2 separate regions of the Ovis aries genome follow, and region 2 is linked to region 1. The links are chromatin contacts, called in public Hi-C maps. All regions are on one chromosome and are shown on one strand. The core of a region is the stretch at or near the end of the contact, and the rest is flanking DNA. Distances in the headings are between cores, read along the strand shown. Region 1 has its middle 360 kb from the start of TRNAR-CCU. Region 2 has its middle 38 kb from the start of KCNJ1.

Region 1 (7,303 bases), core at 1,386-3,885:
CTTCTGCCCAGGTTCACCTCTTGTTAACATTTAACCCTGTCTGCTTTGTCATTTGCTCTATGTGGCTATCTATACACTCTCACTTGGCTTTTTTTTTTTTTTCTCTCAGTAAATTTCCAGGGTAAATTGTATTCATTATGTTCTTTACTCCTAAATACTTAACTGTAAATTTCCTAAGACCAGGACTCTTCTTTCACATGATTACGGTATAGTTAACTGACACAGTCAATCGAACATGGTGTAGTTGGAAGTTCGTATTTGGAGTTCATCAAATGAGGTCCTGAATAGCACGTTTTCTCGTTTAGTGCAGTTTGGATTGATTCTTGCCTGATCTTTACAGTCTTTGCTGTGATGGTGGCAAGTGATAACTTCCTGTCTCCATCAGCTACTCTATTTACTGATAGGCACCCCGTATTCTATTGTAATTAGAAGCCCCCCTTCTCCCCATCTATTTATTTTTCTACTTATTATCTGCCTGGACTTGCATTTTTTCAATGGTTTGCAGTTCACCACCCTGCATAATCATTGTGATGCTCAAAGTGTCCCAGATTTGACTCCTGAAACTCTTTCAGACTGGCTCCTGTGTCCATTCGGGCAGCCTTAATGGACCGTTACAAGGTGCCTCAGGGCTTCCCAGGTGGTTCAGTGGTAAAGAATCCCCCTGCTAATCCAGATGCCACAGGAGATGCAGGTTCAATCCCTGGGTGGGGAAGATCCCCTGGAGGAGGAAATAGCAACCCGCTCCAGTATTCTTGCCTGGAAAATCCCATGGACAGAGGAGCCTGGCAGGCTACAGTCTGTGGGGCTGCAAACGGTTGGACAGGACTGAGTGATTAACACACATATATGCATATAGTCTCCTGCAGAGCTTAGTCGGAAGAGTCCTGGCACGCCCTTCTTGGGGGTCACCTCTGATCTCTTCTTGGAGTTGGCTTTCCTTTGAAGGATCCCAGTGGGCTCCTAGCAGTTGCTGCTGTTGCTGAACCGCCTTGACCCCCTCCCTGGCCTGCTCCAGCCTATTAGCACCGCTGAGCTCTCTGTCTTCCCATCTCTCCCTCCTCTTTATTCTTCTCTGACTATGGTGAGGCTGACCTGTTACCTGCAGGCCTCAATGCCTATCTCAACATCTTTCTGGGTCTCATTTGCTTCCATGTATAAACCGAGGAAATGGTTGGGCTCACCTTTAAACACCCAGGGCAGATATTTTCTCTTCCTCTCAAGCCATTCAATCTCTTTTGCGCAGTGGAGCTAGGTCCTGCCTCTGGGTACCACCTCTGGTTCCCAAGGTGATACGCATCCCAGCTGCTTCAACACTCACCCTACAGCATTCCCAGGGATGTTGACTCTCTCCTGTTTGCATATTCAATGAGCTCCTTGAGTTTGGGGACCACATAATCAAATCCCAAGTATATAATCCAGTGCCTGGAGCCCAGAGGGTGCCAAACACATGTTTGGTGAATTAGAAATACATGGGTCCAAAAGATCATCAGTTTCCTTTCGAATCCTATATACCTCGCTTTTTGTAATGCAAAATTCAAAGGCTGACTCACTTTGCTGTACAGCAGAAAATAACACACCATTGTAAAGCAATGATGCTCCAATAAAAATTTTTTTAAAAACAAGCAAAGTCAGGGGCTTCCCTGGTGGTACAGTGAACAAGAATCCAGCTGCCAATGCAGAGAACACAGCTGCTATCCCTGGTCTGGGGGGACCCCACATACTGCAGGGCAGCTGAACCCATGGGTCACAAGCACTGTGCCCAAGTGCCGCCGCTGCTGGAGCCTGCCTGCTCGAGAGCCGGTGCTCTGAGACGAGAGGCCACCCCAGTGGGAAGCCCGCACGCCGCAACTAGAGCGCTGCCCCCACTCGCCAGATCTAGAGAAAAGCCCTTGCAAAACAACGAAGACCCAGCAGAGCCAAAAATAAATACCTAAATAAAATTAAATTTGAAAAAGCCGGGTCAGATGTATGTCTTTTTCTTGGTTATGCGAGCAGAGTAGTGGGGATTTTTTTTTTTAACCTCTTATCATTTTGTTTCTCTCCGTTTATTTTACATCTATTACACAAAACTTCTATGAGAACAGGGTAAGATAGTCTTCTTCCTTTTATAGAAGGAACGGCTCAAAGAAGAAGCAAGAGAAGTTTCAGAAATATCCTGGGAATTCAAGTAGAAACGGACTGCCTTGCTCAGTGCTGGACCCCAGAGTGAGAAAGAACTTTGTAAACAAAGAACAATGAGTCAGTGAATGATGTGGCCGCATCTGTGGGTTAGAGCGGAGGTGTGGTCCCCACGACTTGTGTCTGCAAACCTTTCAGTATGACAGCTGAGGAGGCCCTTTATTTAAAGCCCAGCTGAAAGTGTACACAGAGCTTCAAAGTCTGTGGTCAATGGAAACGATGCTAAATATCCTCTGGCCAAGAGAGGGTGTACCTTGCCTGCGTGAGCTTGGAGGGACCCCCAGGAGAACCTCCACGTGCCATCATCTCATTTCTCATGAACTGTTTCTCAGCCCCTTGGGGAAAACAGCTTTGCGGCCACCATACATCACTTTCAAAGCGAGCAGCAAAGTCATCTTTGGCAAGCCTTCTGTTCTCTCAGCCAAACCACCAACAACTCCTCTTTCAGGCAAGGCTTCCTGGCCTGGCCTGTACTCTGCTCACCACAAGGGTGATGCCGCTCGTGGCTGTGTTGGGAGGAGGCCGTCACGAGGGTGAAACGTGAAGAAAAGGCATGTGAAACCCATCTGAAAGTACAGACAAAAATTTGTAGGGTGAGTGTGGATTGTGACAGAGGGGAGATTATCTTTGTAAGAACAAGTGGGAAAAATGTGAGAGGATTTGAGAGGATTTAATGAGGGTGAGTTTTCTATAAGGCTGCATTGATAGCTCTCTTTCACACGTCAAAACTGTTGAATCCATCTCTCCTCCCTCTATATTCCCCTAGTATGTTATTCATACATTTTCACAGTATTTACGACAGTCGGTCACATATGACTTATTCAGCTTGGCAGGGCAGGCTTTGATATTCACTGATCTGCATTTCCTCCATGGTGTCTGCCGTAGTAATTTACATTTTCTTTGCTTCATAATATTTCTTTAGTTTACCTAACTTTATTATTGTAACAAAGATAAATCAAAATTCATGGGTGGCACTTACTATGGGGAGTCAGGGAGTAAAATGAATAACATTCAGAAGTTGATAGAATACATTCTGAATCTTGAATAAGGTGCCATACCCTGAAGAGTGTGTTATTTATGGTAAAAGAATAGTCTTACTACTTGAGGAAAAGAATTGATGATCGTTTGTGGCAGTTGATAAACATGCATTGGAGGAGGGCTGAAATTTTTTTTTTTAATGTGAGTCAGTGTAATCAGAACTTCCATTTGGATTTTTATTTTAATCAGTGCTAACTTTTCTTCTAAAATAATAACAGAGAGTCCCTGATAGTCTGGTGGTTAAGACTCCATTCTTCCAATGCAGGAGGTGTGAGTTTGATCCCTCACTGGGGAACTGAGATCCCACTTGCCATGCGGTGCAGCCAAAAATAATAATAATAATAACAGTATGAAGAAAGAATGATACAGTGAATATAATGAGAGTAATTAAACTTCACTAACCTTGCCTCCATCATGGCAGGACCGATATCAGAGTCTCCCGTCCAAGTGGGTAGAACTGTAAATCTTCAGACACATGCAGAAGAAAGGCTTGGCTGTGACATGGGTTGAGACTCAGGGAATGTTGAAACAACTGGTCCTTGAGGACGGGAGTGCTGAAATAATATGTTGTTTTAAGAGTCATCACTGGGAGACTGACATTTCAACACACTTGAATAACTTCTTTGCAGTAAAAATGTTTAGGCTTTTTTAAAAAATGAAGCTGGATAAGTAATAGAAGACTTCAAGTGAAAAATCACTCAACTTAGATAATTTCACGGCAAAGAAGTCAGACTCTGCAGTTAGACATGTTCCCAGCAAGCCCACCCCGATGTTGTCTATTGCCAATGAGCATTGCTTTGAGTTGGATCCTCTTCTGAAATTAAAAATTTAGGTGAATGACAGACCATCAGAAAGAATGAAATAATGCCATTTGTACCAACATGGTTGGACCTAGAGATAATCCTACTAAGTGAAGTAAATCAGAAAGAAAAAGATAAATACAATATGAAATCACTTATATGTGAGATCTAAAATATGACAGAAATGAGCTTATCTATGAAACAAAAACAGATTCACAGACATAGGGAACAGACTGTGGGTGCCAAGGGTGGAGGCAGAGGGGTGGAGAGGAATGGATAGGAGTTTGGGGTTTGAAGATGCAAACTGGTATATGTAGGTTGATAAACAACAAGGTCCTACTGTACAGCACAGGGAATTCGATTATATATATATATATATATATATATATATATATTCGATTCTGTATATATATGAGTTACTCTTCAGTTCAGTTCAGTTCAGTTCAGTAGCTCAGTTGTGTCCAACTCTTTGTGACCCCATGAACCATGGTATGCAAGGCCTCCCTGTCCATCACCAACTCCCAGAGTCCACCCAAACTCACGTCCATTGAGTCAGTGATGCCATCCAACCATCTCATCCTCTGTCGTCCTCTTCTCGTCCTGCCCTCAATCTTTCCCAGCATCAGGGTCTTTTCCAATGAGTCAGCTCTTCTCATCAGGTGGCCAAAGTATTGGAGTTTCAGCTTCAACATCAGACCTTCCAATGAACACCCAGGACTGATCTCCTTTAGGATGGACTGGTTGGATCTCCTTGCAGTCCAAGGGACTCTCAAGAGTCTTCTCCAACACCACAGTTCAAAAGCATCAATTCTTTGGCACTCAGCTTTCTTTATAGTCCAACTCTCACATCCATACATGACCACTGGAAAAACCATAGCCTTGACTAAACAGACCTTTGTTGACAAAGTAATGTCTCTGCTTTTTAATATGCTGTCTAGGTGGTCAGAACTTTTCTTCCAAGGAGTAAGCGTCTTTTAATTTCATGGCTGCGGTCACCATCTGCGGTGATTTTGGAGCCCAGAAAAATTAAGTCTGCCACTGTTTCCACTGTTTCCCCATCTATTTTCCATGAAGTGATGGGACCAAATGCCATGATCTTCGTTTTCTGAATGTTGAGCTTTAAGCCAACATTTCACGCTCCTCTTTCACTTTCATTAAGAGGCTCTTTAGTTCTTCTTCACTTTCTGCCATAAGGATGATGTCATCTGCATATCTGAGGTTATTGATATTTCTCCCAGCAATCTTGATTCCAGCTTCTGCTTCCTCCAGCCCAGCATTTCTCATGATGTACTCTGCATATAAGTTAAATAAGCAGGGTGACAATACACAGCCTTGATGTACTCGTTTTCCTATTTGGGACCAGTCTGTTGTTCCATGTCCAGTTCTAACTGTTGCTTCCTGACCTGCATACAGGTTTCTCAAGAGGCAGGTCAGGTGGTCTGGTATTCCTGTCTCTTTCAGAATTTCCCACAGTTTATTGTGATCCACACAGTCAAAGGTTTTGGCATAGTCAATAAAGCAGAAATAGATGTTTTTCTGGAGCTCTCTTGTTTTTTCGATGATCCAGCGAATGTTGGCAATTTGATCTCTGGTTCCTCTGCCTTTTCTAAAACCAACTTGAACATCTGGGAGTTCATGTTTCACTCTACAGCAGAAATTAACACGGCATTGTGAATCAACTATACTTCAATAACATAAATGAATAGATAAGTAAATAATTAATAAAACTTAAAAAGTAGCATTTTAAGTGAGAGAGAATAGGCTTGAGATTCCCAAATTCTCTTGAGAACATTACTGAAAAAATTGAAATTTAAGTGACAAGATCTGATTTTTCTGAGAATGAGAGAAATTAAGGTAAACAGTTCTATCACAAATGCATATAATACTTTTTCCCACAGGGATTTAGCAAGTACCTATAGAAAAAAAAAACAAAAAACAAAAAACCTGTGCTAGTGTCCCATGTAATGAATTAAAGTGATGATTCAGTTGCAAAAGATTAGAGTCCCACCATCCGAGTAAGAGAATATGATTCTCATTTCAAAAATGAAATTATCTAAGTTAAAAAGCTACGACTATTAGTTTAATATCAGCAAACTGGAATAGTGGATCTTTTTCCAATATTTATTAATTCCTCACTTAACATAAGCCTTGCATTTTTATTCTTTTGGTTTTATGCATTCTTTTGTTCCCGTATCCTCCATAGAAAATGAATGATTATTATTTTAAAACCTCATGAAAATATAATTTCAATAGACTTCCACAGCTGCTTGGAGAGGCTTTTATGAGCCTCTCCAGGTCTCTAATCAATAGCAAGGCTGGTCTTTTGTGTAGGATTTGTGATAGAATACGACCGTAAACAATGCGTGCTTGACGTCTTACATTTATACATAAACCTGTGTTTTGTATAAAATAGGTGTGATTGTTTGTTCTTCGTGGTTGTTGTTATAAGTGAAGGTATGCAATTTTAAGTGCTGTGTGTGTGTGTGTGTGTGTGTGTGTGTGTGCGTGTACTGGCGCACACGCGCATGCACCTGTGTGTGTGTTTTAATGGTTATTAGAATCAAGGACCCAGGTCTGCCTGAATCTTGCCTTGCAAACCATCTGCTCCCCTCCCCACCAGTAGGGTTGCCAAGGAATAGACGTGAAAAGCTCAGCAGACGAATAAGAAATAAGAAATCGCGTTATTGTAAACTGGGAGATGGCCACACCTAGACACACAGGGCCCTTTGAAAGGCTGGCGCACCTGTCTTGGGCTAATATCCACACTGGGCTAAGTCATAAGGCTGGCATCTACCACCCTGAAGCCAGTCCAAATCCTGGACCTTACTCCTCACGCTTAGTGTCACGAAAGCAGGAAATCCCAGGATGTGCACACACTGAGGCAGAGCGCTACATCTGCCCTAAGTACTCGGGCTGCAGAGGCTCATTCAGTCACCAAGAGAGACTGAAGGGCTGAGGGCCTGTCACCCGCCTGGTTATCAGATCCCTGGGCATGTGCTGAGTCACTTCAGGCGACTCTTTGCAGCCCTGTGGACCATAGCCTCCTCCCCCGACCCCATCTTTCCATGGGATTCCCCAGGCAAGAATACTGGAGTGGGTTGCATGCCCGCCTGCAGGGGATCTTCCCTATCCAGGGACTGAACCCACATCTCTTACATCTCATGCATTGGCAGGCGGGGTCTTTACCACTAGCATCACTTGGGTAGCCCAGTGGATGCCTATTCTAACTCAACTGGCAGCTCCAAGATCTTTGTGGGGAAGCCAGGGTTGGGGCATGTCTGAGAAGC
Region 2 (6,983 bases), core at 4,229-6,728, 780 kb after region 1:
TCTTTGAGCCTTGGTCTTCTTATCTTTAAGATGGAGATAGTAATATTGTTTCAGCTTTATTGTAGAAAAAATGGAAAGCAACTGGACTCCAGGAGACTCTTCATAAATGATGACTTTCTCTTCTGGCACCATAACCTCTCTAGAGTTATAAACTTCTACTTTTATCACATTTATTTTTTCAAAGGCTTTCACAGTCGTTTTAACAGCCCAATAATGATTAGATGATCCAGATATTTTATGTCTCTCTGTTCAATGTGTAAACAACAAAATGGTTATTAAAGAGTTTTCTGGGTCGGCCAAAGCCCTCCCTCCACCGGCTAACTGTTGGAGGCCGACTTCACATTCACTTTTGTGATCTGGAAGTGGATGGCGCCACCTGCTGGCCAGAAGCACGTTGCACTAACTGGAAGGTACAGGCTTGCTTATAACTGACCCACTGACCTCCTGTGTATGCTCCCCTCCCTATAACCTTCCTCTCCAGGTAGGGCTGTAATAACACCTGTTTCTACTCCCCTGGCCACCTGGTGGAGTGTCTGAAACACAGGTGGAGTCAGAAACCTACACTTTCTGAGGTCCATCAAGACACACTGGACACGCTATCTCCTCCCATGACCCTCAGTCTCTCTACGTATGACTGGGTCGAGCAGGGTTTTCATAAGGTCTTTTCACCACTAAGCTTCTAGGATTTAGTGTGTCTGCAGTAGAAGCAGAATCAGTGATGGGAGGAAGGGGAGCTATTATGTCTCCGGTTAAGACCAAGAAAGCAAAGGGCAGTGGTGATGCTCATGCTAAAGGAGTAGGTCACTGTGTGAGACCAGCCACAGGGCCAGGCACACCTTACCTTCATCATCAGAATCATCACCTCGGCTGCAGCATCACTCAAGCTACCATCTCCTGGGAGCCTGTATCAGGCTCTTTGCTGGATGCTTTACATACTATTTCATTGTGTATTATTTCATATAGTTGTCCTTACAGGGACCGTCTAAGGTGGGGGATCATGTAAATCAACTCTACTCCAGCGAAAATTAAAAAAAAATTTTTTTAAGTGGTTCAGAAAGGTTAAGAACTAGTTTGTGGCTTCCAGGGTGACTCAGTGGTAAGGAATCTGCCTGCAATGCAAGAGATCTGAGTTTGATCCCTGGGTCAAGAAGATCTCCTGGAGGAGAAAATGGCAACCCACTCCAGTGTTCTTGCCTGGGAAATCCCAAAAACAGAGGAGCCTGGTGGGCTATAGTCCATGAGGTCACAAAGAGTCGGACACGACTGAGTGACTCAACAACAACAAAGAACTCGTTTTAGACAACACAGCCAACGGGGAAAGCTGTGTTTGACCAAGCATGTCTGTCTTCCAAGCCTCTGAACTTCTCACTGGCCTTGCCGCCTTCACCGCTCCTCTTCATCACCTCTGTCTTTTCTTCCGTGCTATCAGCAGGGCATGTCCTTCAGAGGTGGCCCCGGGCTCGGGTGGGGTGTGGCCACCACTACAGCGTGGGGAAGTGAGAGGGCCGTTGGGATCGTGGCGGCCCCTCATTGCCACTCAGAGTGCAGCCAGAACCAGATGGGCCGGTAGTGCAGACCCCACTCATCAGTGGACCACTTACTTTTCACATCACCCTGTGAAGTGGACAAGCCACTCGCCTTCTCAGGCTGCTCAATGCCAAGTAGATGTATGTGGCTTCCTTGTCCCCAGGAAAGCAGTTAAAGGATGTGCCTGTCCAGGCCCCAGACTCACTCCCTCTGGTCCTGGTGAGTAGTCCCCTGACCTTGGCTTCCACCTTCCTGGTGAGCTTTCCTTCAAGAACGGTGACCCCCAGGCATGAGAAATATGGGTGACTTCAGGAAAGAGCCCTGAAGTGACTCGAAAGCAGAAGCCCAGGGCCCTCACCCTTGCTTCCCCCTGCATCGCTAGTGACCTCAGCGTGTGGTCTCTGAGCAGGTTTTCCCCTCCTGGAAAACGAATGCTGACACGTCCCTTCCCAGTCCCTGGAAGCTAATTTATGCCTCTAATTTCTCCACTCTACCCAGCACATCAACACCAGAGGCAGATTCCTAAAACACCCATATAATCAGGTCACTGCCCCTCGAGGACTCCGGTGGTGGACTGGCAGAGCCAGGGTGCACACTTGGGTCACACGACGAGCCTTCTTTGACCGCACAGTAATGCTGCGCTCCTGTACCTGTGCTGTGGCCATGGAAATAGTACGTCACTTCCCAGGGGCCCCAGATAACCGTGCCTCCTGCTCCGTTAGCCTGGGACATGTGCCCACCTGGTGCCCAGCTCTCTGTCCCGTCCTTTCCCTATTTTAAGTCTTACCCATCCAGTAAGCTCAGGTCAGCTGCCATCTCCTCTGGGAAGCCTTCCCCGTTCTCTGTCTCCCTCGGCATGTTCTTTATACTTCATTGTAGCATCTTATTTATTTCATTCATTGAACTAAGTACCTATGCACAAAATTTCACATACAGTGATAGGTTCCATAACTTCCTACAGGGTCCCCTGGATCCTCATCAAAAGGTGATGACCCAGAAGCCCTGGGAACAATCCCCTCTTGTCCTAGCAGAGACCCCAGATTAGGTACTATGGGAGCAAGGCTCTTTGCTCTTGAGGACACCAGTTCTGACTTTTTCACCAACCAAAGATCTTGGGAGTTTTGATTCTTAAAGGGCTGTTCATCCAAGCAGATCAGCTTCCACTGAGAACTCTGGTTCCAAGAGACCAGCTCATTTCCAGGCAGCTGGAGGCACTCTGCAATGGAAGAAGAATGCAAAATGGGCACAGCCAGAATCTCTCTGGCACATAACAGCAGAGTAGGGGGCTCTGCAGCAAGATCCCAGCAAGTGCGGCAGAGCAGTGAAGGCAAGTGGTGGTGGTGGGGGGGGGGGGGGGGGGGGTGTGGGTGGTGGTGGGAGAGCCCGTGGGAGCTGGTATTATCTATCAGCAATGGCCCTTACACGATAATCTGCAGGATGAATTATTAAGTAAACCGTGTTTCTAGAATGCTACCTTTCTGTTTAAGAATGGGAGCGGGATATAGGTATGTGTGTATTGCTTATATTTTTCAAAAAGAAACAGCAGCAGAATTAAAAAAAAAAAAAAAGAATGGTTAGCTTGATATGAGGCAGGAAAGGAGAGGCCACGGGAATAGAAATGAGTGTTCTAAACCCTGTTCCATGATTTTGAAACCATAGAACTGGTCTTTGCATGATTAATCAAAGAAAACAGTGAAAACCATCTAGGAAAACAATGCGCAAGCTCTCCTCTCCAGAAATCAGCTTAGGCAGGGACTGCCCTGGAAGTCAATGGCACCCCACTCCAGTACTCTTGCCTGGAAAATCCATGGATGGAGGAGCCTGGTGGGTTGCGGTCCATGGGGTCGCTAAGAGTCCGACACGACTGAGCAACTTCACTTTTGCTTTTTACTTTCAAGCATTGGAGAAGGAAATGGCAACCCACTCCAGTGTTCTTGCCTGGAGAATCCCAGGGACAGTGGAGCCTGGTGGGCTGCTGTCTATGGGGTCCCACAGAGTCAGACACGACTGAAGTGACTTAGCAACAGCAGCAGCGCTGGAAGTCCAGTGGGTGAGACTCTGCACTTCCAATGCAGGGGATGCAAGTTCCATCCCTGCTTGGGGAGCTAAGATCCTACAAACCATGCAGCCAAAAAAAGTGTTAAATAACAACAATAATAAATAGAAATAAGCTTGAACAAAAGGACCTAACTCTGTGTCAGATTGTTGCATGGCAACGCAGAGACAAGAACTCCCACAAGTGACTTTACAAGCACTTCACTGACTGTACATCCCCAGTAGGATATACTGTAAAGAATTTTTTAAATTCCCAATAATTATACATTCCATAATCAATAGTCTTATTGTTAGCAGTAATGTCAACACCATTTTTGGGAAACATAAGCATGTTTCCTAAGGCACAAAAATAAACTTTCTCCACATTCAGCACTTCTCCCATTTAGCTCTGGTCCCCAGGCTGGTTTAAGCCCCTCAGGATTCTTTATCCCAGTGATAGAAACCATCCTCGCATCCTTACCCTCGCATCCCCAGTGCCTGACTCACAAGAGGTCCTCAACAAACATCTGTTGGGTTGAAATGAAGTCCAGGGTACCAAGGTTCTACTCAAATTCCCCCAACTCATAGCCTGTGCCATGTTCAGGAGGCTTCTGGTCTTTGTCACAGCCCCACTCAGCTCTCTGTGTCCTTTGGCCTTGAAGCATCAGGCAGCCAGGGGTCTAGCCTGAGTACCAGGGCTCCCAGCTTCAGACCCATGCTCCTACCCCACTATGCCACATCAGTAGTCATTTACTTCTTATAAAGAAACTTTTCCATCTATTATTTCATCTAATCCTCCCCCTAACCCTATTTCAAAGCTTGCTTTTACTTAAAAAGGAAACTGAGACTCGATGAAGCTAAGTCATTTGTCAAGGACCCTCTGCAAATGAATAATGTAGCTTGGTCAAAAATTCTTCGGACAGATGTAGGATGAAAGCCACCGTTACCCATGTTGTCTTGAGCAAATCATTCATTCATTCATTTACTGACTCAAAACCCCCTTACTGACTACATGAGGCAGTGTGTTGGTGCTATAGGTACACGGAGGTGAATACGGAATATAAACACTGCCCTCCAGGGGTATCCAAAGCTCCATTTCCCCATCGATCAAAATGAAAATATCAGTTTCTACCTCAAATGACGGATTACTGACAGACTGAAATAAACCAACATATATCTAGTTAGTACAGATACTTAGGGTGCGCGTAGACCTAAAGAGATACCACTATTCCTAGAACACCCAAGTCCAGAGACGCTTGTTAAGCACCGGCTAGGGTCTCAATCCAGTGCCAAGCAATGTGGGATTTCTCCCAGAGCATGACACAGAACCAGAAATGGGTACTGACTATCCATGGGATCCAAGTAGATGTCGGGCAGCCCTGGCGAGTCCTCCCAGGGGATGACCCATGTCAGAGGATGTAGACTTGAGTGATTTTAAACCCATGGGCTTTCAAGACAGATGTGGGTTTGGGTCCCAGCACTGCCATTGACTAGCTAGTGACTCTGGACAAGTTCCTTACCTGGGCTGCCTCTTGTGGAAAACAGGGGAAATAATAGCACCTCACTGGATCATCGGGAAAATTAAGTTAGGTATGTAAGTAAGTGTTAGTCGCTCAGTCAGGTCTGACTCTTTGTGACCTCATGGACTGTGTAGCCTGCCAGGCTCCTCTGTCCATGGGATTTCCCAGGCAAGAATACTGGAGTGGGTAGCCATTTCCTTCTCCAGGGGATCTTCCCAACTGAGGGATCGAACCTGGGGCTCCTGCTTTGCTGGCAGACTCTTTTCCATCTGAGCCACCAGGGAAGACCAGATAGTGTGAACAAAGTGCTTTAAACGGAACCCCAGACATAGTAAGAACTCAGGAAGTAGCTCCGGTACTAAGCTTCTCCTACTGTAGCACAAGACAAACTTGGGGTTCCTCTCTCACCTGAAAAGACGCTTTGGCCTCAACAACACCCAGGGCTGTGGACGTTGCTTGAAAGGAGTTGTGGAAGGACCCACACCCGCCCTCACTGCGCCTCGCGCCCCCCCAACCTCAGCCCCCTTGCAACTCTCCCTCTCTGCAGGGCTCAGCTCCAAGGAGTCCAGCTGGGTGCATCTGGCTGGGGAGATTAAATTATTTTTGAATTCCTAACTGAATGTTCTTTTAATGGAAACTTAATGACAGGCATTGAAATAGATTTCCTCCATAACCCCTCCTCGTGTGGCGCCCCCCACGCCGCTCTGTGCAGCGCAAATTCCGATAACCTTTATTCCCTACCCCTGGACTTTTATCTCCCCAGTGACAAACAGCCCTTGCTGGACAGAAAGAGGAAATTCCAGTCATTGTTCTCAAACTTCTGGCTTCCAAAATAAAAAGCTCTATCTCCCCTGTCAAGCTTTGATTGACATGCACTTCCTGGAATGGGGAGGACAACGGCCGGGGGGCGGGGCCAAGGCCTTATTTGCATTCTGATCATCTGAGCGCAGGAGACACGACCCCGTGCTAGTCACAGTCACCCTGTCGAGGACCCATCTCCCGTTTCATGCAAAATCTCCAAGGAAGACACCTCCTCAGCTGTCCCCGTGATCCACCAGGGAAGTGCTCTGCTGTCCATGGAAACAGGCCAAGCATCTCGCTCTTTAAATTTGGCAACTTGGAGAGGAACTTCGCCTTCCACCTTTTCTCTCTTGAAGAATAAAATTTTAGACAGTCCCCCACATCTTAACTCTAAATATTGGAGCTTGAACCACCCTAAGACCTGGAAGGTTAAACCAGGATCAGACTCTGCAAGTCAAAACCACAGGGCAGCGGAGATAAGCAGGCCATTCAGGGGGAATCAGTCCCCACCCCCCACCTCCCAATAAAACACTTTGAATATGGTGATGCACCATGCGGTTCAGTTTTTCTCGAAAGGACTAAGAAATGTTGAATACCTTTTAAAATGGATAAATCAGTGAATCGAATCATAGAGCACGCCTGGAGCAATAGCAGTCCCTGTATGTTCAGCCCTTGCCGGGAACCCTGCTACCACCTTGGAATAAAAGTTTAATGCCTTTAACACTGGCATTAAACTATGGGCAAGTTGGCTCTCTGGAACATTCTGTCTCCTATTCATTTCATTTACTCACTGGGTTCCTGTGCCTGTCATAACTCTCTCTCTTCGTATGTCCATGATTCTTAGGCTGCTTTGGGGTTCCAGCCACCCCTTAGGTGCCTTCAGGGACTTATTTCATCTGGGTGTAAGTATGTCAACTGTTGCTAAAGATTAAATGTGATTACAATGGTGGCTCAGCAGTAAAGAATCCAGCTGCCAATGCAAGAAATGTGGAAGGAGCTGTGGGTTTGATCCCTAGGTCGGGCAGATCCCCTGGAGGAGGAAATGGCTTCTCACTCCAGTATTCATGCCTGGAGAATCCCATGGACAAAGGAGCTTGGTGG

Evidence for each region. Hi-C and Micro-C count contacts between places; a contact is called where the count stands out from the background.
Region 2: a contact with region 1 is called in a Hi-C map of liver, with 5 times the contacts expected there. The contact joins two enhancer-like sites. A contact is called at or near these places in 6 of 16 Hi-C or Micro-C datasets (blood, hypothalamus, liver and 1 more).

The regions. Positions count from the first base shown.
Region 1 is chr21:28,872,511-28,879,813 of ARS-UI_Ramb_v3.0, forward strand. No RefSeq gene overlaps it. Among named protein-coding and RNA genes, the nearest start is that of TRNAR-CCU, 360 kb to the right of the region's middle. Within about 2 kb of position 2,636, at least 3 of the 54 cell types and tissues checked have an H3K27ac peak or open chromatin away from gene starts, as enhancers often do. A contact at or near this core is called in liver, where this site is marked.
Region 2 is chr21:29,645,478-29,652,460 of ARS-UI_Ramb_v3.0, forward strand. No RefSeq gene overlaps it. Among named protein-coding and RNA genes, the nearest start is that of KCNJ1, 38 kb to the right of the region's middle. Within about 2 kb of position 5,479, at least 4 of the 54 cell types and tissues checked have an H3K27ac peak or open chromatin away from gene starts, as enhancers often do. A contact at or near this core is called in liver, where this site is marked.